Linked DNA regions of Mus musculus: regions 1, 3 and 4 are each linked to region 2. The links are chromatin contacts, called in public promoter capture Hi-C maps. All regions are on one chromosome and are shown on one strand. The core of a region is the stretch at or near the end of the contact, and the rest is flanking DNA. Distances in the headings are between cores, read along the strand shown.

The links. Promoter capture Hi-C pulls out the DNA fragments that hold promoters and counts their contacts.
Region 1: a contact with region 2 is called in a promoter capture Hi-C map of embryonic stem cells, with 4 times the contacts expected there. The contact joins the promoter of Neil3 here to the promoter of Wdr17 in region 2. A contact is called at or near these places in 7 of 39 promoter capture datasets (the 3T3-L1 cell line, embryonic stem cells, liver and 1 more), 1 of 115 datasets of contacts at active chromatin or transcription factors (large pre-B cells) and 1 of 9 other capture datasets (macrophages).
Region 3: a contact with region 2 is called in a promoter capture Hi-C map of stem cell-derived epiblast-like cells, with 2.3 times the contacts expected there. The contact joins the promoter of Glra3 here to the promoter of Wdr17 in region 2. A contact is called at or near these places in 4 of 39 promoter capture datasets (the C10 cell line, cranial neural crest, liver and 1 more).
Region 4: a promoter capture Hi-C map of liver shows a contact between it and region 2, with 5 times the contacts expected there. The contact joins the promoter of Aga here to the promoter of Wdr17 in region 2. A contact is called at or near these places in 4 of 39 promoter capture datasets (the 3T3-L1 cell line, hippocampal neurons and liver) and 1 of 115 datasets of contacts at active chromatin or transcription factors (astrocytes).

Annotation. Positions count from the first base shown.
Region 1 is chr8:53,637,587-53,641,937 of GRCm38.p6, reverse strand. Neil3 (nei like 3 (E. coli)) reads left to right here and starts at 2,873. Exons shown (of 10, transcript NM_146208.2): 1 at 2,873-3,182. The coding sequence starts at 3,027.
Region 2 is chr8:54,722,599-54,726,787 of GRCm38.p6, reverse strand. Wdr17 (WD repeat domain 17) reads left to right here and starts at 2,420. Exons shown (of 30, transcript NM_001372370.1): 1 at 2,420-2,500.
Region 3 is chr8:55,938,992-55,943,189 of GRCm38.p6, reverse strand. Glra3 (glycine receptor, alpha 3 subunit) reads right to left here and starts at 2,772. Exons shown (of 10, transcript NM_080438.3): 1 at 2,216-2,772. The coding sequence starts at 2,286.
Region 4 is chr8:53,509,388-53,513,757 of GRCm38.p6, reverse strand. Aga (aspartylglucosaminidase) reads right to left here and starts at 2,056. Exons shown (of 9, transcript NM_001005847.2): 1 at 1,827-2,056; 2 at 63-216. The coding sequence starts at 1,953.

The DNA of each region.
Region 1 (4,351 bases), core at 1,624-4,123, 1.1 Mb after region 2:
AAGGGGGGTTTCATTGAACTATGATGGAAAGGAAGGTTTTAAAACAGTAAAAAGGAAACCATTAGAGTATTCCCAGGCATTTATGGTGAATGAATGTAACACTAAAGAGGACTTAAGGCAGCATCATTAACAGACTGGGGCCAATCTGGGCGATATATTACAGTCCCATTTCAGAAAAATAGATGGTTACTATTGTCAGCTTGACAAGATTTAGAGTGGCCCATGAGATAAGCCTTTTGAAATACCTGGTGATTTTTTTTTCTTTCAATTAGGTTTTTTGACCATACATGTACACAATATCTTCCAGTGGCCCAGATATAGGAAAGTCCAAGAGACAAGCTTTTGCTTGTTTACAGCTTGCTTTTAGGTCTTGTTCATCTACTAAAACACTGTCATTGCCACTGCTGCTGCTGAAGTGACATTATCTTCATTGACATCAGAACCCAGCTTCTTTGGGCTCTGAATTCAGACTCTAAACCAGTGACTCTCTCCAGGTCTTCAGTGTCAGATTAGGACTGCTGAAATATCTGGCCTCATGTGGTCTGAGAAACTAAAGGGCTCTTGGTCTCTCCAGTGTGAAGGCAGCTATTGCTGGATTACAATAGGGGGAGGGGGGTGTTTCATTCTGAATTGTGTAAGCCAATTTAATCAATTCGCTTTTGATATAGGTGCACTATTGGTTCTAGTCCTCTGACTAGATAGATAGGTAGGTAGGTAGATAGATAGATAGATAGATAGATAGATAGTTGATAGATAGACATATAGGTGGATAAAACTTTGGAATTACTACAAAAAAGAAGACACAGGAAGCAAAAAGTCTATTCTAGGAAAAGAAAATGGAACTAAATTCCTGGAATTTACAGAGTTTTTCCAAAATTCAGAATAATAAGCAATATTTATACAAAAGCATCTCCATCAATTTTTTTGGAAGCAAAATACAAAATATGTAGGACTAGATATTTATAAAGAATCTTAAACTTACCTGACACTTCTGGGGGTATAGACCAGATGACTATATCAAGTGAGGGATTCCTTCTATATCGTAACACAAATGATGAGATTACATATTTGACACATATAAAGGTAGGAAGAAAAATTTAGTAAAGATATCAGGCTCAATGATAATAATTAGTATTCTAATATCTTCTAAACCTACTTTGTGTGTGTGTGTGTGTGTGTGTGTGTGTGTATGTGTGTATCTGAGGACTAGTTTGTTCCACAGTGCAACAGTCACATGTGCAGATCAGAGGACACCTTATAGGAGTTGATTTTCCTAGGTAGGTTTGAGGCATGGAATTGAGGTCAGCAGGCTTGGTGGCAAGTGCCTTTACTCTCTGAGACATCATGTTGAGCCAATGTCTTAGGGTTTTATTGCTGTGAAAATGCACGACAGAGGCAACTCTTACAAGGGAAAATGTTTAATTGGAGCAGGCTTACAGTTTCAGAGGTTCAGTCCATGATGATTCATATCGGGAAGCATGGCAGGTGTGCAAGCATATATAGTGTCGGAGGAGCCAAGAGTTCTAAATCTTGATCTGAAGGCAGTCAAGTAGGAGACTGGATGTGTTTCACACCGGGCGTAGGTTGAGCATTTGAAACCTCTAAACGCCTACTCCACAGTGACAGACTTTCTCCAGTAAGACTACATCTCCTCCATCAAGGCCATACCTCCTAATAATGCTACTCCATCCAGGACTATGGGAGATGTTTTTATCGAAAACATCACAAAATCCCAGTCATTTAAATGTTGCAAGTAGATTTTAGAGCGGGCAGTGGTGGCACATGCCTTTAATCCCAGCACTTGGGAGACAGAGGCAGGCAGATTTCTGAGTTCAAGGCCAGTCTGGTCTACAGAGTGAGTTCCAGGACAGTCAGGTCTATACAGAGAAACCGTCTCCAAAAAAAAAAAAAAAAAAAAAAAAGCCAAACAAACAAACAAAGAATTACTGCAAGAATTACTGTTCACACGGAAGTTGTTACTACTTAACAGTAATTACTGTTATGAATTATAATGTAAATATTTGTGTTTTCCAATGATCTTAAGTGACCCCTGTGAAAGCATCATTTGACTCCCGCAAAGGGATTGTAACTCACAGGTTACAACAGCTGCTAGGTAATAAGTTGTATTGCAATTGTGTTCTTCCTCTGGTGTGATCTGCAATCACACCTAGAGCACAGCTAAGCAGGTCTATGGCCAGAACTATAAGACCTCTTGCTACCAGCCCATGTAAATGAACCTCTTGAAAGAGGATCCCCTAGCTACAACCAAACCTACCTTGTAACTTTTAGAGAACTGGGGAGCCAGAACCACCCAGCTGGACTTTGCCAACTTCTAACTCACAGAAATTTCTAAATAATAAATGATGTCATTCTTTAGATAGCAATAAACAATACAGAGGTGAAAGGGAAAGGGCTATTTCAGACTTTTCTCCATCAAAGGACAGAGATCAGAAATGAATTTTAGTTAACAGAATATAGAGTCCAGACAGTCCCGAGTCTGATGTAGACAAATGTAACCATTCATCATCCTACACTGGAAAGCCAACTAGACAAATCTCCACATTTAGTTTTCCACTTTTACTTCAGTACAGTGCTGGGCTTTTATGAAACCGCAAACTTGACGTTGTTTTAATGTGATCGATTTCAGCTCAAAAAGTATGGGCTGAGTAGTTCGAACGTAGTTTTTAGTCTTCAACTCCCAGTTTCCTGAGTTTTTACACTGAGCCGGGTTCTGTGACTCCTTTCACTGTGCACTGGCTCAGGAAATACCGATGACACAAGTGTGAGACCTGCAGAGCCCTGAGTTCTGTGGGCTGCCTGGATCCCAGAGCAGAGTCCGCACCACCTAGGCGTGGCCTGGCCGCAGATGGGCGGGGTTTGCTGGTGGGCAAGCCTAGGCTGGGCGGGGCGGGGCGCGCGGGAGATTTGAACTTCCCGCCCAGTGTGGGTCAGCAGGAAAGTGAAGTTGCCTGGTTGTTTTCCAGTCAGGCCTTGCAACTAGCAGGGGTTCCGGGCGGGCTACAGAGATGGTGGAAGGGCCAGGGTGTACACTGAATGGAGAGAAGATCCGGGCACGAGTGCTACCGGGGCAGGCGGTGACTGGTGTGCGGGGCACAGCTCTGCAGAGCCTCCTGGGCCCTGCCATGTCCCCTGCCGCCTCCCTGGCTGATGTCGCTACCTCGGTAAGTCAGTCCTGTGTCCTGCTTGGAAGCTGCAGCGGGAAGTGGAGTAAAAACACCACCCAGGTTCTGGGATCCCCAATCTACTCTGGTTCCCAAGACCTAGAGCCTGTGTTTCCCGACATTTATTTAACCTGAGAAGTGAGTCTTAGCTCTAGCAGCTGTCTAACAGTGCCAGTGCTAGATCCACCGAAGGCGTTTTGTTCCAACCCTGTTAACAGGCAGTCAGCAAAAGATGCTTTCTGCTGTTTACCGTCTACATTCACTGACGTTATCATCGGATTTGTGCGAAGTCTGGTATGTTTTTCTTTCCACGTTGTAAGACTGAACTCGTAACATAGACTTTTAGCCCTTTTCCAGCCCCAAATTCTGCAGTTGATCAGTAGTATATAATTCTAACGTTGCACATGGAAAATTTAGCACGAACATCTCACTCAGCTGAATATTGCCATCTAATGAAGGGGCAGTAAAAGCTAGTTCTGGTTTCCTTAAGTGAATTTATTTCTTTTGAAAGCAAATCGTAGCACAGTTTGCCACTCAGGCATACATTGCTGATGGCTGGATAGTCATTTGGTAAGAACTTAGAACTATACTAAAAATATTCTGATTAAACGACCAGGCTTTTAAGGCCCTTTAGATGTGTGGTTAATTGTATTTCATGGATACATGCAATATTGTGCTGTTCTTCAATTTCTCCTGCAAAGCTCCCTCATAGCCTTTGGTCTAGGAAAGAAGTTGTCTGTTATGCAATTAGCATATGCTCCCAACTTGAAAGAAACAAGGAAGATGTATTTTCAAGCTGAGGGAGGAAAAAAAAAAAGGTTTGGATCTTTTAACAGTTATGCTTTTATTTATTTTGACTTGGTGTGTCAACAAGTGCTCTGTACTTTTTAAAAAATTATGTTTCTCGAAATTATTTCAGAGTACTATAGAGATCTATGCTAATGGTTTCTCTAAAGTATTAGTTTTGACGAAGATCACTCATTCAGCAAAATTTTGCATACTCTCAAAGTACAGGAGGGTGAAAATACATTTGTCTTTATGTTGTAGCTGGGAAAATACATGGCCATTCAGTAAAGGGTAACACAGTGAAGTACAAAGTGGTAAGTTCTCAGAAGTGTGTGGTTCTCTCTTAGGACATACAGAGAGGCCAGGGAAGTCTCCCTATGGTG
Region 2 (4,189 bases), core at 1,171-3,670:
AGCTCTGGGGCTTCACATAGTGAAAGGAGAAACCAGCTCCCACACCTTGTCCTTTCCCATTCATATGTGTGCTGTGTAAGTGGTGTTTATAGACATAGACATGTATATGGACATATATTGATAATATTTTTATGCATCAGTATTTTTTCTTTAAAAGCTGAATGCACAGCTATGGACTGCTGGGTGTGGATGTCTCATTCTGTTATTTTCTTACATGGAGAGATCTTTTTTTTCTCTTTAGATCCATTATCAAGCACACATTTCTCTACTTTGAAGATAAGACAATTCCAAAAAATGTAATATATGTTTACATGAATGTCCCCTTAACATTCTTGTTTTCTTCATTACAGCCCAGGCAACCAACAACTTTCTTTTTTCCTCCCAATCAAGCATGCTGTTTATCTCTTTGCATCCTTATATACAACCTCCTAGATGCCATTCTTTAAGAAAAAGCTCAATTTTACTAGCTTCAATTGGATTCTCTTGGCCAGGAGAGGTTAATGTTTGACCTAAATCCTGAATTCTGTATTCCCCACATCTAGTTTTTCTATATTTCTAGTTTTATTTTTCCTTTCACAGTCTCTAGATCCTTTCCTATCTGTGGACAGCCACATTCACCTTCCACAAAAAAAGCAAGCAGGACATGATCTATTAAATTCATGATGTGCTTTCCCAGTACAGATCATGCTGCATAGATTGCCCATATTCTTTTCTATCTTATAAAATCCCATTTGTTTCTATTTCCTGAATAAAGTTAAAGAAAAAAAATTCTCTAAAAGTCCCTCTTCTGAAATCAACCCATAGTATCTTACATAACTACATTTAGAGTTCAGTACATAAAGCTATATGCATTAACACATGGATTTTCAAGATATTCTATGCTGTTTAATTTCCATTCATTCGTTCACCAAACATTTATTGGAGACCTGCTACTGTTAGTCATTTCAACATGGGATAGGGCAAACAGTTGTAAGAAATCGTCTTAGCTTTTAACAAATTTATTTTCCATAAGGAGAGTTAGTTTTAAGTAAATTTTGATTTACAAATATAGCATAAGTGATTCTAAGGAAACAGAGCCTCTAGAGAATATGTTGGAAGAAAACAGTAGCAGTATGCATTGTGAAGGTGAATAGGAAATATTTCCAGAGATTTTCTCTTGTAAGGGTAGATGATTGTTCAGAACTTGGCCTATGATTGAAGCTCCAAATATCATAAATGAACTACACTTTGTGGGATGAATTTCTCTGAAAAAAAAATTCACGGTTATGTAGAAGAGTCTACAGACTAATTTTGTTTGTAGAGAGTTGGCCAAAAGTCCATCGCCAAAATTATTTGGGACTACCTTACTCCCTGTAATAGTTGTTTATTGTTCTGTATCTGATATAACATGCCTTTCACTATTATGGCAAAGCTTTTCAAATATATTAACTTGGCAGACTGTTCTACTAACCACAGGCTAAGGATTGTCCTTAGACAGCATCTAGCAGATTTCCCAGGTTTATGTATCTTGCTTACCTGATGTATTATGACAATAGTTTGTTAACTACTTCCACGGTGGAACACACTATTTGGGGCAACTTGTATCCATGTTCCTTGTATTGTATCATGGTCTCTCAGAACATTGATTCTGAACATCTGCTTACTCCCTTTGGAGTGCATACTGTGCTTTTAATGGTCAGTTTCAAGTATACGAAGGCCAATTTCCTCTAATGTATTGACTAAAGGACCAAATTAAAGAAGCTACTTCAGAAATATAAACCCTAATTACATGACACTAGCATATGCTTTCCACCAGTGTCCACGGGGCAAATATGTTTTGCTCATGTTATGGACAGTTTTATTAATTGCTTGCAGCTGGACTAATCAAAACAATTTCATTCACAGATGTGGTTCATGCGGCTACTTGAACCAATGAAATATTAAGACGTGCAGGACAGCGAGCACTCTAGACTCACATTCCAAGCAATGCTTCAAGACTAATGTAGAAACCAGGTGATTTATTTCTTGTACATTCGATTCATTTTTATATAAGGTACAGCTTCGATGTAGCAAATTAGGCAGTGACAACGCTAGTGGGACGTATTCCTTCTGCTCCACCTTTTAAAATAATGTACATGCTTAGCTTGAAGCTTTGACTCAAAGCTTAGGAATCACATCTTCTGCACAGCAGCCGCGTTGCTAGGTAACCAACTCTCCGGGCCCTGTTTCCAGGGGTCACCAGGGACTTCCGCCTCCCTGTCCCATGTGCTCCAATCAGATACTAGGGTGCTTGTCACGTGCAATTCTGGGGCGGGATCCAGAGTGCTGTCCTCCCCAACCTGCACTGTGAAGGGTGGGCGGAACCCGACTCTGGCTCAGGGATGTTCAGGGCCGCCCCGCCCCTGAGAGCTGAGTGGGCGGCGAGGAGGGCGTGGCGGGTGCGCGGGCCAGGGCGGTCCCTTTGGCCGGTCCTGCTTCAGCACCTGCGGTTGTCCAGAGCTGCAACTGCTGTCTCCTTCAGGTAAGGCTCAAGTGGGGTTGCAGTGTAGGAGACTTTGCTCAGCGCCCAATCAAAGAGGATGATATTTGAATGAGTTGGCTTCACGTTGGTGACCAGCACTCTAAGGTCGCAGACTAGGACTCTGAGCCTCCTACAGTGCTGTGCAAGCCATGATGCCTGAGGAGCTAATCCCAGGAGTTTTGCAGCCACACACCTGAGTATTATAAGGCATAGTTAGAACTCAACATGTATGAGGATTCCCCCTGCGTGGAAGCTGGGGCTGTTTCTAAACACATTTTTGCTGTTATTTCTAAGCTTTTAAGTATATGGGTGTCTATAACCTAGAATGTTATTCCACCAATGGGCAAGACGTATTTGCATAGATTACTTTGTCCCTTTGAAATGGCTGTACCAAGAAAGCTTTTAAAAAGAAATGTTATAAGGGCAATACTAACCTGAGAAAAGATTGTTGTATATTAAGGAGATCATAAAAATTCTTTCTTGTTCTCTTACCGATGTATCCACATTTGTATGCAAGTATTCATAGGAGCAAAGTCTATGTTATTAAAAATGAATTAGAATACACAAAATACACTAAAAAGTTAGATCATATATCAATCACATGTCATCATTTATTTTATATAAATGTCTTTAACATAGATTTGAAGATATATTTCTAACTTACTCAGAACAAACTATCCTCCAAAGAATACTAAGAAATACGCACCCATTGTTTAAGAAATATGAAGTATTCAATTTAATAATATGATATTATAATTGCCAAATTTATCACTATCATATCATTTCTAGGTTACAATGATCACAAAACTAGTTAGATGCAAGGGAATTTATGAGGATTTAAAAACTTGAACTAAAAAATGATGAAAATATTCTATACATTTGCTGGTTCCTGTGTTCTCTTATCATTATTTTGAACGGGGAGAACTTAACACTGCAACAGTAGTGACTGAAACCTGTAAGTATTCCTTTATTCTGCAAGGTGCTGCAGCAACCAGAATGTGCCATGCCATGGTTATAGTTTTATGTTGGAAGACAGAAATCTGAGGCTGTCTGACGAACTTCAGTAACTCTGAAAACTTGTCAATTCAAGAAAATTTGGGAAACTTGCTTTAGTGGATTATTTATGGGTTAATGTAACAAGTGGTAGTTTTAGCACATTAAGAGTTCTTGGAAACTTTTCTAAATTGAAATTAACTAATAATCTATTTCAAAAGATACCCATAAAAGGAAAGTTTCTTTTTTAAAGTGAGGTCTACAAATGTGTATATAAAGACTAGTTGGATTTTTTTTTAATTTATGTTGATCTGGTATCTCCTTGTGTTGATTTTTAATAGATTGCTAAAGAAGCATAAACACTTCTGGGGAAATAGTATTTTTAGTTGCCTTTTAAAAACTTCATTCTCTTTAATTTTATAATTAAAATGTTATATCAGAATTCTAAAATCACACTATTTTTATTAGATATTTTCTTTATTTACATTTCAAATGCTATCCCCAAATCCTCCCTATACCCTCCCCCCACGCTGCTCCCCAACACACCCATTCCCCTTTCCTGGCCCTGACATTCCCCTGTACTGGGGCATAAGATCTTCGCAAGACCAATGGCCTCTTGCATCACATATAGAAATCTACAGATGAATTTAGCTTTGAAAATTAATTTTAAAAACTCATCTGCTCTAAGGAAAAGCT
Region 3 (4,198 bases), core at 1,523-4,022, 1.2 Mb before region 2:
CTAGTATTTGATTTTTACTCCTAATCTAGCTCTTTGATCTCTTCACCTGTGTCTGTTCACTTTTGGGAAACTTTAGCTAAATATTATGTATATATTGATTTAGAATTATCTATGATCTTTCAACAGAACTTTTAAAATCTTTTAAAAACCAGTTAGTTATTTGAACTAGAGCATTATGAATGATTTTGGTGATTGTTAGCTCCTGCTGCCTCTACCTTGTTCTGGAAAGAGTTTGCTAAAGTATTTTAATGTTAAAGTATGATTTCTGTTGTTCAATAAGACTGTAAGCTGACTATAGCTTAAAGGAATGAAGAAAGTCTTTGAAAGCACTATCTTCACGTCTTCTTTTCTATTAATTCATCATAGGTAGATTTAGTTAACAAAGAATAATTTCCATGAAGATGTTTTATACATCATTTTCAGTAACCATTCCTATGGAATACTTCTTTTAGTGACCATCACCTGGAGTAAAAATATTTATTTTCGAAATGCTACTAAAATTTTCACAGAACAGTGATAAAATCTTCTCTGGCTTTTGACAGAAAAAATGATAAAGAATATAAATATAAATAAAAATCTCATTGGGGAAGTCCTTTTCTAAGAATTTATGATTGAATTATTGTTTAAAATTTTTAATCATTAATTAATGATATTAAAGATAAATTGTAATTATGTATTGCTTTTGGAGAATTTCACTAAAAATATCACAAATCAACACATCCAATAATGAAAATTCCATATCTAGTTACTATAAAAATATTGTGATGAATTGTCATTATATAAAATTTCACCTCATTGACTAATATATTTTAATAATTGACCTTAAATATAAACTAAACAGACATATCTGCTGTTAAAATATATATTACCACCATTGATATTAAACATTGTAAACGATTATACATAAAGTAGCATGCATGTCAAAATGACTAGTGTATTTTCACCTGAATTTTGTGCCACTTTCTGTAACATACTCATGCATGAGACCTCTACATGCTTTTGATTTGCTACATAGATATATGAGCTCTGTCAATTGAAAGTTACAAAGACCGTAAAATCATATTAATACACTTTTCACTGAGAATACTGTGATCTGAGCTGTTTTAAGACTTCAATTTAAAAGGAAGTTTAGCATTTTTAGGAAATGTAATTTTCTACTCAACCATTTCCTATTACAAATAGGCATGCCAGAACAATATGTGATTCACACTTTTAAGACAGCCAAAAGATTAAAACTGGAATTACTAACACAAGGAGAAATACTTACATCACATGGAAACCAGTATATGCTTAACTGATTCAGTGTTCTAGTTATTTAACTTTGCACTCTTGAAAAGGTTGTCAGCCATAAAGTGAATATCCCACAGTAATTATGTGATAATACTAATGAAAAACTTATGTTGCTAGTTTAAATATCTATAGGAACATTTTTTTTTTTTGCTTTCGTACAGTGTTTACTGAACAATGGAGTTTTAATTATCTTAACTTTCACCTAGCTTCCCCTAGTATCTTCTACATAACTGTGAAGAAAGGTAGAAAGACTTCCAAATAGCATTGAGACATAGGAAAAACTGTCATGGCATGACAATTTTACAAGTTAATAGTCTTCTTATACTGCTTTCTTCCAAAAGACAACTGTAGGCACAGAACATTTCTGATGATTTATTAATTATTTTGCCTTCATGCATTGCTGAATTAGGTCATTGCAAACTCGTACCTTAAAGTTTCTATTCTTTTACCTAATCAGTTCATATATGAAAATGACATTTCTCTAATCAAAAATTGTTTATGTTCTACAATATTATTTCTATTTTCATGATGGCCCTGTTTCTAATTTTGTTTTGTTTTGTGTTTTAAGAAATTAACGCCCAGAAATTATAATTCATCATTACCAAGAAAACTCTAATGAGAAATATGTGAGAAGCAAAATATCTGTTTTCTTTAAGTCATTAGGTTTGAAAGAGTAACGTGGGAAGAGCCCAACTACTCAAACACACACCCTCGGTGAAAAACAACAGGAAATTATATATCTCCAGATGTCTCAATAGATAGATTACTAGGCTCTTTGAAACAGATAATTACGATATAAAGTATTGTTTCAGTAAGTCAGAACACAGTCCTAGGTTTCTCAGCTTCCTCATTAACAAGTGGTTGCAGATTAACACATTGGTTTATTGAGCTCTCTTAATGAGATTGTTAATGCATGCGGACTTACCTCAGTAACAGTGCGGCTTCCCAGAAGTAAAATCCAGAAACTAGTGTCCGAAAGTGTCTCACGTGGGCCATGATACGGAAAGAGATCCACGATCCTGAAAGCAGTCTTATCCAAGGCATGGGGGACCAGAAAGACAGAAGTGAAAATGTGACATGTAACCCCTTGGGGCTGCTGGAGATAAACGCTTGAGGAGCTTCAGCACCTCAGACAGCTCCCGCAGGACTGAATCCCTCTTTCAAGCACTTGATGTTTTCCTGGACCCCTGCTCTGTGCACTGAGCAGAAAGATTCACAGGGCTACAGATATGCGAGTGATTTCACAGTGAAGCTACAGAAAAGCGTGAGACTGTGACGACGCGTCAGGAGTGCAGAGGTCCTGAGCAACAGTTCCCCCAAAGCTCTATCAGCAGAAAAGGACTCGCCTTTTCTTGGCTCTGACCCAGGCAGGGTTCGAAGAAGAACAGCAGCAGTCAAAATTGGGAATGCTGCTCCACTAGGTCCAAGAGCCAGAATCTCACTCTCCACCTTTGCATAAATCCCACGGAGCGGAGCGCGGCAAAGACAGGCGGGGGCGGGGCCAGAGGACTTGTCCTTCCCGCCAATCACAGCTGCACAGCAGGACAGAGTGACAGGCCTCTTACCAAGCAAGGGAATGCTCAGCCTTTCAGCCCCTAAAAAGGAGGGGCTGTGTTTCAGAATTGGTGCAGAGCCCACTAGGCTCCTAGAGAGAGTGGGGAAGGAATCCTTGGAGCTGAAAAGGGGAGATTCAGTGGTTTGCAGAATTAGAGGGCAGAACTACACGGGGAGGCTCCTTCCCTTTCAGAAAAAAAAGCACAATTTAGTAAAGACATATCTTTTCAGAGATGACTACTGTCTCATAGAGCTGGGAATGCAATGCACATGCCCAGCCAAACAAGTTGCTTCTACAAGCATCTCATGCTCAGAGCCAGCTTGCAGGCAGTTAATTGACTTTGGTGCTAATGAGGCTTCCAAAAAGACTAAGGGAAGAAGTCTCCTGAGACTGGAGAGACATCACTTAGACTCCCCCCACCCCCTCAGTTTTTAAATGATTGGCTCGGATGTTTTAAATGGAAGAACTAGCACGTAGTACTAACTGGTATATTTCTTCTTTCATCTTTTCAGAGCTCAGTCTCTCATCTCCACTCTGTGTGTGTGTGTGTGTGTGTGTGTGTGTGTGTGTGTGTGTGTGTGTGTGACCTAAAATAGAAAATAGAAAATCTTTATTTCCAGTTGGCCAGTATCAAAATGTTCATTTCTTTTGACTTTTTAAAAAAGTCCATTACGAATTTATTCTGAAAATGCTCCTTTCAACTCTTTAACTTTTTTCAACAACTAAGCTACATATTAAGAATACATTCTTAACGTGTCCCACAATCTTTTTCCTAGTTGAGTTAAAATTGTAATTTAATGGAAAACTAGATTTAGCTGGAAGTATACAAGGCATCCCTTACCAACCTGCTGAAATAAGTTACAGTGAATACTCTTATTTATGTCTTCTATTTAGTAGATCACATTAATTTCATTCAGTGAAAAATAAGTTTTCTGAATTCGTTTCTATATTTGTAGAAGACATGTTTTATGTGACTCTTTTCTGATTTAAATCATCAACTTACAGAAGACTCATAAGAAACACATCAGTTTTATACCTCCTAGAAGGTTCATAATGCTTTTTTTTTGTATCTATATTACATTTGTGTGTACATGTATGAATGCACACATGGATGATTGCATGGACTAATGTATGTCATGTTTGAAGGTTATAAGATAACGTGTGGACAGGCAATTCTGTCATTTCACATTGCGAGTTGGAGGGATCACACTTAGGTCTCTCGCCTGGCAGCAAATACATTTACCTGCTGCGACATCTCACTGCCTCTGAGAAGATATCCTCTTTGAAGAACCTGTTGAAAACTTACACTACACAGATGCTTCTCAGTTACTTATTCACTGATTAAAAATTACA
Region 4 (4,370 bases), core at 807-3,306, 1.2 Mb after region 2:
GCTCTGAATATGAGCCCACCTGACAGGAGAGCGCACAGACAAGTCCTGAAAAGCATCCTTACCCATCCATTATCATGGCATCCAGGGTGGTTTCGCCACCTTCATCAGGACTTCCTCCAAAGCCTACAGTCCCATCACACTGCTCCTTCTCACACACAGCACAGCCGTTCTCCACTGCATCCAGGGCAGAACCTCCAGATAGCAATGTCCACCACGCTGTTAAATTCCAACAGAGCTTATGTATAGTCATATATATTTTCAATGTGAAATGCAACAAGCCAAGAACAGTTTGAGATGTCTAAGTTTTTTTTTTCTTAACATTTATACTGTTAAGCTGAAATTTTAACAAGTCATTTTACCAAATGGGAACATTACAACAGGGAAATTAGAATGATACAGACCAAAGTATATGACTCCTTACTATAAAGAATTCAAAGAGGTTGGCTCTTAGTGGAAACTATTTAAAAAACTTATCAGTAACTATTTTTCTCTGTGTAAAAAATATGCCATCTTTAAGAGAGATAACTGAAACTATTTGGAGACAGTTGAACTTTAAAGTATTTTGAATTACAGCTTAACATTTCTTCATTTCTGTTTTTCTCATCTTGTGAGCTAGGGTCTTGCCATCTAGCCCTAAGCCCAAATGAAAATCCATGTACAAGTCTAGGCATGTCTACAAGTCTGGGTCTTCCTACCACAGCTACCTGAGAGCTGAAATTACAGGCATATGTCACTCATTAGATTACTAAAATATGCATATTTCACACTCTCAATGAGAACAAGTATCCCAGCAAGCCTCAGCAGAGTATTACAGTGGCAAATGACTTCATGTGGGTGAATTAATCTCACCTTCATGCAGCTTCTGAGATAATATTTTATAATTATAATTCTCATTTTCAGAAGAAAAGCACAGACATGGATGAAGTAATTCATTCAAGGCCACACAGTATATTTCAGAAGTTGCCCAGTTTCAAAAAGGCATTTCTCTAAGGTGTCCACGTTTCTTGTTTGTGTTTTGTGGTGTTCTTTGAGTATCGAGTGGGTAGGTATTGAAAGGAAAGACGTTTTACTTATAATTCCATGGATGTTGGTTTTAAGAAGTCTCCCCTCCCCAACTTCAATACTAGTAACTTTCACAGAATCATACCATGCATATAAAGGTGGAATTTCTTTGTTTGGTTATTGTTAGGAGGTCTCTTTCTTGGTCTGATTTCTCACTAACTCTGCTTCCCACACATCCCCGATAACATACAGATTTTTTCTGCACTGGATTCTGGATCCAACAGTGTCCACGAACATTTAATGTGATAGCAGTCTCAAGGGTGTCAAGGTTGGGGGCAATAAGGTACAATCCCAAGAAACACTGAAGATAATTTGAATGTATAAGTGATAAGGGCAGCGTCACAAACATTGATCAAATACATATGCATCCGTAGGAAATTATCAATTGTTTCCTAAACTGGAATCCAGAAGATAATGGAGAAACAGGAAGGAGGCTATCACAAGAAGTGTAGAGTGGAGGAAAAACTTTGTGGCAAAAGACTGCCACAAAAAGTGAGGCAGGTGACCCTGTACAAGTATAGCTAAGAGGCCCAATGTTAGAGGTCAGACAAGGTGGTGCAGGAAGCAGAACAATACACCAGATCCTAAAATGCAGCAGGGGCAGGGAAGATGGAGAGGGTCTGGTGTAAAGTCAGAGATGCAGGAAGGAGAGGAGGCTCGGCCTTCTGCAGCGGGTTCCCTCCTGCAACCTTAGGGACTGAGTGCAGCTTCCTGCAGAGGAGCTCACACAGTGCAGCCACCCGCCCCGGGCTGCCGCTCCCCACCTGCTTCAGTGGCATTCTTAAAAGGCCAAGTGTTGACGACCAGGGGCAGAGGGCTGGAGCCCCGCACCAGGGGCATGCCCAGGACCAGCAGTAGGAGAAGCAGAGACAGATTCGACTTCCGCTCCATAGCTGAGTGACCCGCCGAGCAGCGTGAAAAAAGTCCCCGCCGGCCGCGCGCCCAGCCGGCCAGCGCGAGAAAGGTCTCCACCAGCTCAGACTCAGGCAGACTCGTGATTCCCTTTAGTCTCATCCCCAACTTCCTCAACTCTCGCGAGACAACGAGGCCTTCTATTGGCCCAGTGAAGGTTTTTTTTTTTTTTTCTTTCTTTTTTTCTTTTTTTCCTTTTTTTCTTTTTTCTTTTTACAAATCTGATACTGTTTCTTTAGTGGTCTGGTCTGTCGACCTCTTTTTAGTTCTTTGTGAAAAGATACATACATATAATACTAGTACTTTTAGTGCTTAGCCCATTTTTTAAAGGGAGATTGACCTTATTGAAAATGAATATGAAAATATGTTACCCTAGTCGCACGATGCTTGAAAACTCAGATAACTGATAAGATATTATATGAGTTTTATGCATTTGCCATCTTAACTGCAAATTCAAGGTAGACAGCCAGCCCGATCTATAATCTACCCTGGACTTTCATTAAATTTTTAAAATGACTATAGAGTATAGGAGAAGTGCTCTTGCTTAGGACCTAGCTGTTTGAGGCATTTTCGACACAGACTTTTACATCCTTTCTTCACCACAGGTTTTTGTAGGACGTCCTTTAGTTACAAATCCCTGAGCTGCAGGGAAAGGACATGCTGGGCAAACAGAAACGTACCCTGTACATTGCCCACTGAAGTGCAGATTCCTTGCCTCCAGCCAAGAAGTCTAATTCCAGTCTTTTCTGAAGGTATTTTATTTTATCTTTGTGCCTGGCACCATTAAGTACTAAATAAATGTTTGAATAAAAGGAGAAATGGGAGCTTTACATGCATGGTACCGGCTGCTCATTTTGATAATTCAGTTGCTGTGCAGATGTGTGAGCATGGACCAGTAATCCCACTGGGACTCTGGGATGCTTGTCCATGTAGCTCAAGGAAGGCATAATTTTAAAGAGCATCTATAAATCTATCCAGACTGGTAAAATATGAACTAGGTGAGAGTTGTGAGGCTTAGAGAGTCTTCAAGGTTCTCATTGCACGGAAACTGAATCTGCAATTTAAACAGCATAAGATATCCTAGAATCATCCCCAGGCAGGCAAGTGCTATTAAAAAGTTAGGTGTAATTAAAAAGAAACGACACATGATCCTTCTATGGGGTTTTGGAGGAGGACCAAACTATTTGTGCTGTGCTAATGAGCATAAAGCTCTTGCTAGGTGAGATGAGAAAGATGGATGAAACGGAATAAGAAAGCAAGGAAAACACTTATTGTCTTCGGAATTAATTTTCCATAGCACCTGAGTTGTTATTTATAAGTTCAAAGAACCGAGACATGCCTTCAAGAATTATAAAATATAATACATGGTAAACTAGTCATGGTTCCTGAAGCTCGTTTTGGGCAATATAATTTCTCCAGCTGAAAGAACCTAGACTCACACAGAGGTAGGATAGCAAGGCAGGCAAATTTAAGGGAAGAAAATTGGGGGGATGGGGACCCTCCCTCTTGGGATCTAATTTTCCTTTCCTGCCTGAGAATCATGAAACTTCAACAAAACTGATAAAGCTTTTAGTCTGCAGAGATTATGTATATTCCTAAGGACAGCTCAAACAAGGATGTTAGAAACAACACATGATCAGTGTTTACTTCAAGAAGACTGGGTGCTTCTGTCTCGGACTGTATAATATTAGCATCCCTGTCTCATCTCCAAGTATAAACAGTAGGCCTTACAAATCTCTTAGCTTGAAGGAAATGTGATTTAAATGGCAAGATTTTCTAAATCCTAAAACCTTGTAATTGTATCCATTAGGGAATGTAACTTAGCCAGTATTCTCTATCTTTCTTTGTGCTTGTGTCTCTGGGTGTGTCTTTGTCTGTCTGTCTGTTTCTGTCCCTCCCTCTCTCACACACACTCATACCACAAACACACACACATGCACAGAGAGAAAGAGAGAGAGAGAGAGAGAAAACGTAAGAAAGATAAAATAGATAAAATATATTGTAATAGGAATATTTGAAAGTCTCAATGTGCCTACTTTCTATGGGCATTTGTACTGAAAATAATGTGCAGTCTCAAAATATACACCATCTTTGGTGGCTGTTGTGGTACTCAGCCACTATGGTACTCAGTAAACTCATTTTGTATATGCTTAGAAAAATTGCTACAGCTACAACCTACATCCTATGGACGTTAGATAACTTTGGATAGTTGGATTGCTTCTGTATGACTATTAATTCTTTTTAGCTACTTGGTGAATACTGATCTTTCATTGCTTCTTAATGTAACTGCAGCCTTTTGCTTGATTTTGATGTACTTCTAAATTAAAATGGACATCTGTTAACAATACATGGTAAACTTGTAAAACATGGCCTGCCGTTTTCTTAGTATCTACCTC